Linked DNA regions of Oryzias latipes: region 1 is linked to region 2. Evidence: chromatin contacts called from public Hi-C data. All regions are on one chromosome and are shown on one strand. The core of a region is the stretch at or near the end of the contact, and the rest is flanking DNA. Distances in the headings are between cores, read along the strand shown.

What was found. Hi-C and Micro-C count contacts between places; a contact is called where the count stands out from the background.
Region 1: a Hi-C map of embryo shows a contact between it and region 2, with 2.7 times the contacts expected there. The contact joins the enhancer-like site here to the promoter of slc52a3 in region 2. A contact is called at or near these places in 5 of 5 Hi-C or Micro-C datasets (embryo, fibroblasts and gastrula embryo).

What each region holds. Positions count from the first base shown.
Region 1 is chr7:21,969,367-21,977,054 of ASM223467v1, forward strand. No RefSeq gene overlaps it. Among protein-coding and RNA genes, the nearest start is that of tcf15, 15 kb to the right of the region's middle. Within about 2 kb of position 3,920, at least 7 of the 8 cell types and tissues checked have an H3K27ac peak or open chromatin away from gene starts, as enhancers often do. A contact at or near this core is called in embryo and gastrula embryo, where this site is marked.
Region 2 is chr7:21,903,382-21,910,753 of ASM223467v1, forward strand. It overlaps slc52a3 (solute carrier family 52, riboflavin transporter, member 3), which reads left to right and starts at 1,544. Exons shown (of 4, transcript XM_004070868.4): 1 at 1,544-1,778; 2 at 3,759-4,806; 3 at 6,193-6,316; 4 at 6,462-6,956. The coding sequence starts at 3,809. The coding sequence ends at 6,674.

The DNA.
Region 1 (7,688 bases), core at 2,670-5,169, 68 kb after region 2:
CCAAAGCTCCACTTCTTCCTCGTCTGGATTAGATACTGAAGGAGACATTTATTTCAAGGCAAGGAAAGATCATTAGGCAGAAATCTCATTCAGGGCAGCTGCACTAAAAGGAGAAAATAATTTCACAGATTTAGGCAGCAAACGACATCGGTGAATAATCAAGATCAGCGCTCAGATCGGTCACACAGCGGCGTCCGCTGTTGCTAAATTCTATTATGATTTCACACATCTCACCCATCAAAAAGCTATTGTCTGAAGACAGAAAATCACCCTCAGAATAATTATCACTTTAAAAGCATGTCAATGTTTTATAAAAAGAGGGAGAGACGGCATAAATAAATATAGCTCCCTTTCTGTCAAAAAGCTGGCAGGTAATTTTCTCCAACTGCTGTAAGTGTGACAATCCCATAGGGACTAAAATCTAATATTAACAGCAAGTCATTATGTGGGAACTGTTCTTCCATGACCTGCTGCTGTACCTGTGTGACTATCTCAATCTGAGTAATTGAGATGCGTTAGCAACTACAATGCAGTTGTGCTGTGACAGCTGAGGGTCACGTAGAGTGTAGTGGGACTCCAAACACACCTCAACACTGCGGATGATTTGCATGTCGGATTTGCATGTGCTTTGACTGACAGTGTCTCTTCTTAACGTGCCGTGCTGGTTTATTTTAGTGTATGATGAGGTGGCTTTTGAATGACAAAAAAAAGCAGCAACTTGAAGACAGCATTTAGCAGCTAACACCCACGGGGATTTGCCACTATACTTACAAACCATATTGCTGTTATTTATACCAAAATACCAAGTCATGCAGCCAAAAAGCTTCTTACAAACCTCAGCTGTATTTATGTGAAATAATAACCAGATTATTGCAGTTTCTGAACCAGATGGTGAGGCCAACATGTTTATTACGCTATGTATTACCACCTTAACAACAATTTAGACTTGAATTCTTTTTAGGAGAGAATAATAATGATATCACCTATAATAAGAAAGAATATATGGACCTCTTTCATGTTGTAACTGATCCCCCCTGTGACTAATTATTCACATAAAAGGCAGCAGTTCGAGAACTTTGTAATTCCACACGATTATCTGTCTGCTGTTCAAGCAATCATTTTTAATTGTCTCATTAAAAGATGTTGTAGCTGAGGGTTAGAGAAAACAACAATACTTGGTTTTCTTTTTAACCGATGCAGGTCTTTGAAGTCTTTCCCCTACCTGTGCAGAGCTGTGATCCCAGACGTCCTTTTTGTAACCACAGCAACCTGGAATATAATAGATTACCTCCAAGTCATTAAGTTTGAAGAAGGCAGGAAACGGTTGACAATACAAAGAAATTACCTCATTAAAAACTATTGTTTTAAAAATTGACTGTTTTTTGTTTTCTCCTTCTCCTTTTCGCTCTTTGCAACTGCATGAGTAGTTGGTGGGATTTTAAGGAGAAGCTGTTAGGATGAATAAATGTGTTTAGAGTTTGTTGTGAAAACAACACATGCTCATGGCTCCTGAGGTGTTGGAAAAAATCATTTCGGCGATATATCGCGATGGTTCATTTGGCGATACTTGTATCAATTCAAAATGCTGTCAAGATTAAATTTATTTAATTATTTATGAGCGTCCTTCAGCGTCTGACTGTTGTTTTTCACTTAAACCTCAGAGTACTAGTTGGCATCAGAGCCCACTGAACCTCTCTGAGCAGCTATACACCACACAAAACAACAAGATCTCAGCGAGAAGCTGCTTTTTTGTTGTTATGAGACATGCACTACTTAGATTTTACTTGGGGATGGGTACCAAACCCAAACTCTGTGCCATGTTTCTGCCAGTATCATATAAAAATTCGGATTACTGTGCTTTATTGCGGGCTTGTTTAAGAACGAGTGAATCAACCTCTCCCTCAGCCAGAGAACTGTCCCCCCCTGCTTTAAGACCACTACCATTGTCTCCCTCCCCAAGAAGAGCCCTCCCACCTGCCTGAATGACTACAGACCAGTAGCACTCACTCCAACCATTAAGAAGTGCTTCGAGAGAGTGGTGCTGACCCACATTCAGAGCAGCATCCCAGACACACTAGACCCCCTGCAGTACGCATACCGGCCCAACAGGTCCACCTCAGATGCCGTCGCTGCAGCACTGCACACCTCCCTCTCATACCTGGAGAATAAAGACTCCTACATCAGGATGCTCTTCACTGACTACAGTTCTGCATTTAACACATTTTTTACTGCTCACCCACAAATTGTTCTCCATTGGACTAGGACCCATCATCTGTGACTGGCTCCTGGACTTTTTGACTGGCAGGCCTCAACCTGTTAGAATAGGGAACAAGACTTCAGCCAGCATCATCACGAACATTGGCACACCACAGGGTTGTGTTCTCAGCCCCATTCTCTACACCCTGTTCACCCATGACTGCGTGGCCTCTCATAAGGAGAAAATCATCCTGAAGTTTGCTGACGATACCGCCATGATAGGACGCATCACGAAGCAGCCTACGGGAGGGAGGTGGCCACTCTGGTGACATGGTGTGAGGACAACAATCTCAACCTCAACACAGACAAGACAATGGAGATGATAGTGGACATGAGGAAGGAGAGGAGGAACCCTCATCAGCCGCTGCTTATTCGGGGTCTGAAAGTGGAGAGGGTGAGCAGCTTTAAATATCTGGGGGTCCGACTTAGCCAGGACCTCACCTGGACACTCAACACCACACAGCTCGGGAAGAAAGCTCATCAGTGGCTGTACTTCCTGAGGAGGTTGAGGAAGTTTGACATGTCCCAAAAGATCCTCAGCAACTTCTACAGCTGCGCTGTGAGTCCATCTGGACCAGCTGCATCACAGTGTGGTACGGCAGCTCTACCACCATGGTAGAGCCTGCAGACAGTGATGAAGACTGCATTTAGGATCACCAGTACTCCTTTGCGCTCGCTGCAGAGCATCTACAAGCGCTGGGTCTACAGAAGAGTTGCCTCCATCATCAATGACCCCACCCATCCGCAACAAGGTCTCTTCACTCTCCTCCCCTCGGGACGGAGGTACAGGAGTGTGAAGTGCAGGACCACCAGACTCAGGAACTCTTTCTTCCCCTCTGCCATCAGACTCCTCAACAGCTGACAGGAGTCTAACAGCACCTTTGCACATACTCATTATTTATTCCTGCTCTTACACCTTTATATTCAACATCCATGTGTATCACACCGTTAGCTCATATAAGTCTCTATTGGACAGTTACTCTCAGCTAAATTTGCACATTTGATTTGTATATAGGTTTAGTCATTTACTGATGCATTGTCATATTACATATTATGTGTATTTTCAGATATCGTGTATATATCCTACCCTATCTTTGTTTTATTTAATTTAACTTTTTGGCATTCGGAGCAGACAGTAAAGTAAGCATCTCTCATAGGAAACCCGTTGTCTTATGACAATAAACCCTATTAAATCCTTTGAAAACACATTGGAGTTTATTTTTACTACTTACCGATACTTATTTGGAGTCAAATAACTATACTTCTCTCCTTTACAAATACAAATACATTTGTTTACTAAACAAATCAACTAACTAACTAGTTAAGTCCGTCCAATATTTAAACAACGTAACTTCTTCACCCAGTGGATTTCGGGGGCTTGGTGTACCAATGATTGACAGTCAGAACAGCCAATCATATTGCAGTTAAGCAACCGGAAGTTGTCCAAACAGAAGTTTCAGGAAGTTGGGAAAAGCTTATATGTTACCACATATGTTTCGCTTTGTTCAACGCCGTGTGGTAGTATTAAAGTCGGGGATTCTTTTAAATAGAAACATGTCGAAAACGGCTTGTGAGTTTGGGACAAGTTGTACCACTAACAGTGAGGCTAACAGGTCGATTCATTCTAGTAATATTGGGGAGGTTCATAATGTTCCTCTGAACATCATCATCCGACCCTTTCCTCCTGTGCTGGATGAGCTAAAAGTCCAGAGCCTGATGGACACTATAAAGGTAACCGCATCATTTCATAATCATGTCTGCCACCTTAAATAACGATCATTTATTTGAAAGAGGAACATCGCATAATACTTCATTTTGTCACCGAGAAGGGTTCTTCAGGTCTTCTTACGATGATGTAGTCAATCTTTTGACATGTTATGTCAAAAATAAAATAGGTCATATTTGGTTTTTAAAAGCTTAAAACCATCGACAAAGGTCACGATGGAAAACTCTTAATTTCTTAAGGGAATTAAATAACAGCTGATAAGAATGTGATGTTTATCACAGACCAAAAACTAGGAGAAAGTGTCAACTTTTCACTTCTGACTTGCAGCGAATGCATTGTGATTTGACATGGTGGGTGGAAGTGACAGACAGGGTTGTATTTTTCCTAGTGGAAGTTGTTACCAACTTCAGACAACCTAATATATGCTTTCAAGCACTGGAAAGGTGAATAATTAATTTGTTCCTTTCCCATATGTTTTTTTTTTTTTTGCCAAATAACACTAATGGTTCTGCACACTTCAGAGGAAATTATGCAAAGAGCGCATAATGGAAAATGATTGCGTTTGAAGCACAAATGTATTGTTTGGAAGACAAAAGAGTTTGAACGTTGTGGTTTGTTCAATTTCATGCTACAAGTTCACCTGAATATAGTCTTTGTTTTTATAAAGCTTCTCATTCTCTCACTGCAATTTAATGATAAAACCGACTTTTGGACAATATTCCGAATATTTCTCAATAAATATAAAAGTAAAAACAGTCTGCAAGATTAAATTATATCTCTGCATGCAATGTTATCATAATGATAAGTTGACATTTTCTCACAATAGTGATGTAGTTTTATAATAATGGGCGATCAGTTATTCCTGTTTTTAATTATCTTACTCAAAATTCAATTTATTAGTAATAGGTCAATGTGTACTGTATTTGAGAAGCAATAAATATGCAATTTTCTGGGTTTTGGTATATACACTATATATATATCTGGGGAGATTGGTGTAAGATAGGCATTGTTTTTTATTCATATGGTGTCTTAAGGTAAAAAGAAACAGCATAAAAGTTACTTAAACATTTTATTTTATTGCAGTATGTTTGCATTCAATATTTAAGACAATAGTTAATATATGACCAACTCCTAAACAGATATGATGTTTGTAAAAAGCAGGGATGCAACGATTCACTTTCCCCATGATTCTGTTCAAACCTCAATTTTTGGGTCACGGTTTTTGGTTTGATGTATGATTTGTGTATTACGAAACAACAAAAAACTAAGCTTCTTTAATTTGCCGATGGGCAAGTAACAATGAAGAAAAGTCATTTTGCGCATTTTCCACGCATGACAATTGGGTCTTTCGTGGTCCATGTGTGATACGTAATTCAGTGTTTCTTGCATTTGTCATCCGTCAATCTGCGCAGATGTCCGTCGAAGGTTTCAGCCGACGGGTCTTTACGGATTTCGGTTTTGAACTGTTCAAAATTTTTGATCTGTTGAAACTTAAGCAGTTTGTGTGTGTAAATGTAGATAGTGGCTGTGTGACACAGCCTTTTGCCTTTGTTCTTCATATCTTTTATTGCAAACAAAAAAAGTTTTACACGAAACTGTCATGTGATGCTTTAAAGTGTATGATAGCTTAAATATTGGGTCAAAATGGGCCATTGCATATCTGAATTTTAAATATACGTTTGTTTTTTGCAATCAAATGATGCAAATAGATTGTATAGACATGCTGTAGCTGATTAGGCTTTCCTTTCTGTTTGTTTTGCTTTTAGGAAACTGCAGACATCCATGTTGTTCCTCCTATTGATGTGCTCTGGATCAAAGGAAGTGAAGGAGGAAATTACTACTATTCTTTTGGAGGCTGTCACAGGTTTGCTGCATATCAAAGACTGAACATGCCATCCATTCCTGCCAAAATCATTAGATCAAGCATCTCTGACCTCAAAACTTACCTGGGAGCTTCAACACCTGAACTGCGGTGATCCAGACTTAATATATGTAAAGTTTCCTTTGCATCTGGGCAGCTGCTGCAGATCACAGGAGTTACCAGCAGGGGGAAATGTAATTCTATTGTAGACACATGGGATTCTTTTTAATTACAATGTTATAATATTGATATTTTCTACCAAGTATTTATTGTTTTCAGGGATCACTTGATAATCACTCAAAAATATAAATATTGAAATGATTCTTTTAAATTAAAAGCAACAGTAACATCATTTGTAAATCTCTTGAAAATATTGCAAAAATGACCTGAAAAGCTGTAGACTTTTTCACTGTATTTTAAGTTTAAAACTGAAAAATTTGATAGTATAGTTGAACTTTTTTTTTGGTTGTTCAATTTAATCAGCATCACAAGAAAACTAAACAGAAAGCAGCATTTCAGATGACTAGTAGCATCAAACTGTCACGTGAATTAAATAAAAAATTAAAAAATAGTTCATCATCAGATTCTGCAGAAACTCATGGTTTTGTGTAAACTAGCTAAATGCCATTAAAACAAAGTAGTCAATGGTGAAAGTTTAATGCTCCTGATAAAACACAAAAAAAATCTTGTATTTTATTTTGGGAAATTTTGCACGTTTTTAAGACATGTTATTTTCACCTATTATTTTCACTGTATCTGTCATTCAGACAATGAATCTTTTTGGGATTTAATTTAATTTTCTAACAAAATAAAATGGTGAAACATAACAAAAAATATATCAAAACAATAAAGTGCTCAAAAAATGAGTGGTTGGAAGAAAGCCCATTAATTCAATGAATGGATTTGATGCCAAGTGTTTGATTTCTTTTAAATGCTCCAAAACCGATTTGCTGCATGTCTAACAAACCCTTCTTAACTACCAACTAGTTGGGTTGAAACACTTTGGATATGGAGTTTTCCATTAAGAGATGCAGTTTCTATATGTACTCTGCGCTCCTCATCCACCAAAGATGCTCTTCGTCTTGCACATCCTTCTGGGAAAGAAGTAAGATTTTGAAATGCAAAACGCATTTAATTTAATGGGAATTACGTTCCCATAGAAACCTTTGCATATTTCCTTACAGGACATTTTAAATGCAACAACACTAGTTTGACCATAGAGGTCTAATCATCTTCTCATTCGAATGACATCAAAGCTTTTTCTGAGAAAAGGAGCTTTAGTGTCACAGAGGCCCCCTGTTTTCAAAGGAGGTCTCTCATGTCGTTCAACTTTTATTGGCGCATCAGAGACACTAAAGGAGCCGGTGGAGCAGATGGTTTGCAGAAGGGGTCGTTTAGAACATCAGGCTGTCAAATGTCACAAGATTCTGCCTGTTGTGAGTCTTGTCAGCTCGCAGGAAAAGCTTGTTTTCAGACTGTTGTGATCATATGAAGATTTTGTAAACGATTGGGGAATCATGTAAAGTCACCACTATTTCATATTGGACTTAAATGAATTTTCTTTAATTTTGTAATAACTGTTTGTTTTTGTTTTTTTAAGAATGCTTTCATCTCACAATAAATGACGTAAATCAGTTGATGCGCAACAATCATACATGATGACTTGTTTGTTGTTTCTGACCTTGACTGGCTCCACTTGCTTAATCATGTTAGGCAGCGGCTCCCTGCCCCTGCTTTAGAGGAAGGAACTGCGGTTTTCCAGAATAATATAAGTAAAATATAGATGAGGCCTTTCCAACATCAAACCCTTCACAATGTATGCTAAGAGCTGCTTGACAATCTCCC
Region 2 (7,372 bases), core at 294-2,793:
AAACATTCACTTTATGGACAAATGTACCTGTGACATTATAGCAAACACGTTATGACAAATTTACTGATGGCTCAAAGTGGGTATGTTTAGGCAATTAATGCTCACGAGACAAGTGAAGACTTGTGGAAAGAGAGGAAAAATGGCCTTTTTAACCTTTATCTTTTTGAGTTTTTTTGTACGTAAACAAATGTTGAATTTTTCAATGTTATTATTTTTTTGGTTTTTCTTCAGGTTTTTAGATAAAATGCTTATGAATACATTCTTTAGACGAACTGAGTGCTTCTTGTGATACAATCACAATTTAAAAAAAAAGTACGATCAGAAAATGTTGATCTCACTGGGAACAAGGTTTCATGCATGAAAATAACTACAATACATCAAAATAAGCGAGACAAATGTAGTAAGCAATAGAGGAGAGATACATCTGTTAAACTCTGACTAAAGCGCCGACAAGCTAATCTTTGACGGCTGAAGATGCACTAAGAGGTTTGTGAGTAAAGAGCAGCATTTTTTAGTGAGAAAAAAGTTTACAAAGCAGAGAAATCTCGCTCACGGATTTCTTTTCAAGCTACCCTTCAAAAACACCAGCTCAGCGATGCTCAGTTTTGACTCCATGTTTTCATAAACTTAAAGTAGATTCAGATAAAGTTTTGCAAATGAAAGTTTCACCTTAGTTTGAGTGTTTGCTTCTATGTTTACTTGTATTTTCTAACCAAAACAGTGTTTTCATCTGTGGCTCAACCAGCAGAATCCCCAGCTGGGTCATCATCAGCTGACCAGCTTTATTTCAGTTCCCTAAAACCAGTCAAATATAGTTTGTGCAAATAAAAGAGCACTATTCCTTTTTTGTCTTTTAGTCACAGATTTTATTTTATTTTTACAAGCAAACAAGCCAGATTCAGTGTTTAGGTTTTGCTGGATTATTCATTGTGAAAAATGTTAACTTCTTTTAGCTATGAGCACAGAGACAGTTGTTCCTGTGTTTGTTGCACTGATATTTGTAAGTGCTTTAGTACTGGGATTGAACGGGTGTTGCTGCATCATTTACAAACTGTGCAGAATGCAACAGCTTGCTTTTGAACCAACACTTAACACCACAAGCAGAGTAAAGCCGCACTGCCTCCACTTGCTTCCTGAACATTTCAGGATCCAGTACAATATTTTATGATTTGCTCTTACAACTCTGAAAAGCCCTTTAGTACACTGTGTTTGAACGTGCTATACAATTAAATTAATTAGTTACTGTTATTGTGTTTTGACTGTTGCACATGACGTTTTAGTCAGTGTGGTAAAGTGATGCCTGTCACAAGGTTTGTTACTCAATTTTAGTTGTGATGCTGTCCAGTGGGTGGCAGTGCTGACTAAAGACCCTCCTTTGGACTGCAGATCCTGTGAAATTTGAAAGTTTTGTAACACTGGAGGAAGGGAAAATGTCTTGCACTAGAAGGAAGTCCTAAAACAGGAATTCAAAACTGAAGCTTCAGCTCCTTTACTGACCTCATTTAACTTTCATTTCTCAACCCTGCTTTTCCATCACCATAACAAAGTAGCATCTAGAGCTTTCTGTGTTTCTCCCACATATCTGTGACAGTGTGTCAAGAATGAACTTGACCCATATAGAGCAGCATCTAGACTCCGCCCACAGCTGTGCTGTGGACTCTGACCCACACGACTGAAGCCATGTGAGTCTAATCGTTGACAACCGCAGGAGATCTGTCACAAACCCTTCATGAACAATGAGCAGACCTTTCCAAGGCCATCACAAACTGAACCGACTTGTAAGTACACAACATGTTTAAAAGAAATCTGTGCTGAGTGTGCTCAAAGCACGCTCTCCGTTCTAAGGTCATGTCATAATCAGTTTTGACCTATTCAGTGTTTTTTTTTAGGCGACCTTTGTGTTGATTGTTTTAATTAAAGCCGGATTTTTGAGAAAGGCAGCCGTTTGTTGAATTCAGAACGGTGAAAGGACATGAAACTGGTGAAACGTGAACTCTCTGCTAAGACTTTATTGCTGTTGCTGGACTCTCTTCATTACATGGATGAAATCCTCAGACTGATAAAGGAGAAAACTTATCTGTTCTTTCTTCAAAGTCAAATTTATACAACAGATTAGACCGTAGATTTAAAGCAGACTTCAAAACTGCAAAATACTTGATTACACCTTTCATTCTTGAAATCTCTACATCAATGCTGTTAGTTGTTAAATTGTTACATTTCAAGCAACATTTTACGTTAAAACCCCAAATCAGGATGCATACGGATTTGACATCATTCCTTGTGTTGTAAGCATTCATGAGAAACAACTCAGTTGACCAACACCTCCTAAAATAATCAGTGAGCAAAACTAATCAGAGAGATATGTGATTCTTAACCAGATAAGGGGACAGATAAGGGCCTCTCAAAAAATTCGAACAGTGGGTGAGCCTGGTCGGACCATGTTTACAACGCTCTTTGGGGCCCCCCACTTCTCTTCACTGTCGTCCACTGTCTCTTGGATGTCCTCCTCCTGAGGAGGAGTGGGCGGCCCCTGCCTCGCTCTCTTCTGGATCTCCCGTGGGCTGGATGGGTGGCTGCCTGGAGTGAGGGGCGGGTCTCCCTTGGGGGGCCCTGGCTCGTTCCTGGGGTTGTGGTGGTGGGATGTTTAGAACTCCTGGGTGGTGGTGGGCTGCTCATCTGAGGCTGGAGATGCTTTCCAGGGTGGGGGGCACTGCGTTGTGCCCCCAGGTGCATGTTTCACATGTTTGCCCGGTGGGCGGTTTTCCTCATCTGGTATGCTGTGCGGTTGTTGGGGTGTTCCTGGCTGCCACTGCTACTTCGACGGGGGTCTTGATGTGGGGATGACTGGACACTTATCCACTTTTGTTTTTTACATTCCATCATCGACCCCAGAAAAACATAAACACCCACCTGAGCACAGGTGTCAGCTCACCGTTGCACAAATAGTTTGCATGACTGAATGAAGTGCTTTACATGTGTTGGTTTTGTATGCATAAGTATGCGTGTGCGAACGGCAGTTGTATTGTGTACATGTTGACATGTTTGTTTCTGAAGAATTTAGGAGCCAGTTGTGTAACAGTTGTGTGTGTGGACAGGCCCCGCCCCTTTCAAATTTGTTATACCTTTACACCAGTAATGATTATGAACTTCCAGCAACTTGTTGCTTTATGATTTATGATGCTTTAAGATTTTACCCCCGCCCCCTCTTATAATCACCCCCCCCCAACACCTCTGTCTCTTCCTCCCTCCTCTTCATTTCTGTCCAGACCAACAAAAAACGGTTACAAATATAGTCAATATAAATAAAGTTTAGCCTAAATTACAAAAGGGTTTTATTCAAATATACATGTCAGAAGACTCATAACCGCATGTTGTACCAGTAAAATATGTCCAACATAAGAGGCCTTCGGTTCTCTTGTGTTTGCTCAGTTGTTGGACAGGACAAGTTATAAATCTCTTTGATTTCCATTTGTAATGGGAATAAATAAGGCAATGATTTACTATTTTGAAGCAGTGAGAAACAAGCGGTCAGAAGAACTGCAATCAAATATAATACTGAGCGTAAAGATGCTCTGTAAAAACCCCAAATTTAATTGTTTAACCTTTATAGAGGGAATGGGACTTCAGAATACTCAAAGAATTAAGTTGAATAATTTTGAGTAACAAAGAATCATAAAAAAAGGGTTGCTCCAGCTTTCTTTTGAACTTTCAAGTATTTCAAAACTTCAAAATACTTTCGTGTGTTTTGTTTTTTTCAGGTATGACACACAGAGGTAAAAGGCGGTGTTCACACTGATCTGGAGGCATCATGGCTCTGCTCGTGCATGTGCTGGCTTGCGCCTTTGGGCTCGGCTCCTGGGTTGCAATAAACGGTCTGTGGGTGGAACTGCCGCTTATCGTCAACACTCTGCCTGAGGCCTGGGAGCTCCCTTCCTACCTGACAGTCATCATTCAGCTAGCTAACCTGGGGCCCCTGTTGGTCACCGTCATGCACAAACAGTGTCCGGGCCGCCTTAACGAGCGTTTTGTTATTTATTTCATCCTCTCCATTGGTGTTGTGTCTTGTGTCCTGCTTGCCTTTTTTTGGGAGAGGACCACCATTGTGGCTGGGGCTCCACACAGCACAGCCTTCTTCATCATCACCTTCTTCCTCTCTCTGGTGGACTGCACGTCTTCAGTTACTTCCCTTCCTTTTATGATGCAGCTTCCAGCAAAATACATCACCACGTATTTTATAGGAGAGGGGCTGAGTGGCTTTATTCCTGGTGTCATTGCTTTGGCACAAGGTGTCGGCATCGCCAAGTGTGTCAACTCATCTAAGACACATGGAAACCACACAGACGAAGAGCAATGGTCCATGCAAACTGAGTATCTTTCTCCGAACTTCTCCACACAGGTGTTTTTCTTTTTCCTGGCAGCCATGATGTGCGTTAGTTTGGCTGCTTTTATTGGACTGAACAGGCTTCCTCGGACATACGAACTATCCACAGAAAACCTTGTGCAGGACACTGCAGCATCAGTCAGCTCTGGATTAGACAACTCAGGAGCAGACACCGACGGAGGGGTTGATAAGAGCTCAGCAGCCAAGAGCGGGCAGCTGCCGGCTGAACTGCAGCCCTCCAAGTACCAGCTGATCTACATCTACTGCCTGGTGGTGTGGGTAAATTCCTCCACCAATGGTCTGCTGCCCTCTGTGCAGACGTACTCCTGCATGCCATATGGGAACCTTGCCTATCACCTGTCTGCAGCTTTGTCTTCAGTGGCAAACCCAGTGGCCTGCACAATTGCAATGTTCTTTCAAAACAGGTAATTTTGCTCTTTCTTTGAAGAATAATTTTAATGACGTAAAGCTGCTTTCTGCTGCCATTCTGAACCTGGTTTGTTGATAACATCTTCAGCAAAGTTAGACATAGGGAATTTATCAGGAGAAGAAGTCTGTACTTGTTGTTTGGTCAGAATCAGTGCGGGAGGTGTGAAAACCGACGAGGACAATATACACAAACACTGGTTCTATCAAATTCCTTATTCTGAAATTTTTATTTATGATTTAGCCATTTTTAGCCAAAATCCAAGAACCTGTGACGTTTTCTAGGACATATTTTCTGCAGAGCAGCAGTAGTTCCTTATATATTCGGTTCTGTCTGAGTCGGACATAGGCAGGACTTTTGGCACAGAGAAACCGCGCCCCCTTCCCCATTGCTGAGAGCTCCTGATTCACAACAATTTGCAAAAAGGGATATTCAGAAATGCAGCTTGTTCTTAATTTCTTCGTTTAGACAAGTAAAATAACAAAAAAACAGATTTTCATTACAGCGGGTCTTAAAAAATACTTGTTTTATGGGTTAATAGAGTAAATAGTGTTTGGGTTTTAACTTGGCTTATAGATCCGCATCATCTTTGGTAAATTAAAAGTAAATTAAAATAGCTATTTTTGCTGTCTATATACAAACAGTAAATTGCAGCACATTTTTTTATAGTAGTTAACAATTTGCCCTCCCCTACTGTGACCTAGCATGCCCCACTGTATTTCTCTGCTAATTTTTTCATTAAGTGAGTTTACAAACTGGATTAATGCATTTACATGGGACATAATGAAAGGATCTTGATGTTAGCAGGCATCATACTCTTTTTCCAACAGAACCTTTCAAGACAAAATTCAAAATTAAATGTAGGTAAATATCAACACCTGCAGAGGTCCCATATGTCAGTGATGAATGTTGATAATTTGACAGTCATGAATACATGAAAAGAAAGCTTGAATGAGTTAACATGCCTCACAGAATCACATTGTTTTGATTGGTCAGCTACACCAGAAAAGAAGCATGCAGGTAAAATTTAAAGCTGATGTAAAACAGCCACTTTTTGCTGTTATTATATGAAGAAAACCCCATGAGAATTTGAGGGTTTTTTTGAACTTCTGTTTTTTTATTTTATTCTTTTAGTAAAAAACTATTTTTTACATGCTTTTTTTTATTTCTGGCATATGGAAACGGTTGATGTCATGATCACATCAAGATCATGCAACTAAACCCTTTTTACTGTACCAAAATATAGTTTCAGTCAGATTCTGAGATTCTACAGTATTTTGGCTTTTTTTTTCCTCAGGAAAACTGTTTCCTGAGAAAAAAACTGTTTGTTGTCAACTGTATATGGCATAATGAGGCTGCTGCTGACACATGTTTTTCTGCTTAGATCCCTGATCTTTCTTGGTGTGTTGACCTTATTGGGGACAGGCTTTGGTGGCTACAACATGGCTATGGCAGCTATGAGCCCCTGCCCTTTGCTCATTGGCTCTGCGGTGGGAGAGGCTGTGATTGTGAGTAAAACTCCAAAATCCCCACTCTAAAGGAAATGGCCAAGTTCCAGAGTAGTCCCATCTTTAACTCAGATTGTGTTATCCCGTTTGTAGATTATTGATGAGATATGATTATGAGTGCATAATGTTCTCTTGTCCTTGCCAGGTGTTGTCGTGGCTCTTTTTCACTGGGACGCTGTCATATGTTAAAGTGATGGTCGGTGTCATCCTGAGAGACCACAGCCACAGCGCCCTGGTGTGGTGTGGAGCAGCCGCTCAGATGGGCTCACTGGTTGGTTCCATCACCATGTTCCCACTGGTTAACATCTACCACCTGTTTAAGTCAGGAGACTTCTGCAACACCCAGTGTCCATCATGACAGATGATCAGAGTCTATTTGTTGAAGGAACTGAATTTCCCTTTTGGATGAAGACTTCTTGACTTATATTCATTCCGATTACCAATGAAAAAAATCCAATCGGTTTGTTTGTCTTTTGAACGAATGACAATTCACAAAATAAATATAAAGCATGTGTCTGTCCAAAGTACACTCATTCAGATAGGATATGAATGTCCTCTCTGTGTTTGTTTTATGTATGTATTACAGCCCTGTGTCTCACCTCATTTTCTGACTCTATTATTAAAAGGATCTTAAACAGCAGTACAAGCTTTCGGAAAAATTCTGTTTGTTACCTTTAAGACGGACTCATGAACAAATCAGTGGTAATTTAAACAAAATACAAATGATGAGTCTGAACATTGAGATCCTGGGCCAAAATGTAATAATTACAATACAGTACACAAAGACAACCATCAGAAACCTTTCATGACAATAGGAAAGCTGTTGTCCAGATTAAGGTTTGCCTTTTTTCCATCTAGGCCTATATAAAAGACGCTCAGTAAGGCATGAAACAGTAGGACTAAAATAAAGGTCAGAGGTGAAAGACACACATGCAGGAAACACCCGATGGCTAATTAAACTCATTTAATAAAGTTGTACAAAAAGCAAAAACCTAACATGACTTCACAAAAGTAGGAAGACTAAAGGATCTGAAACAGACAAATTGAAATTCACTG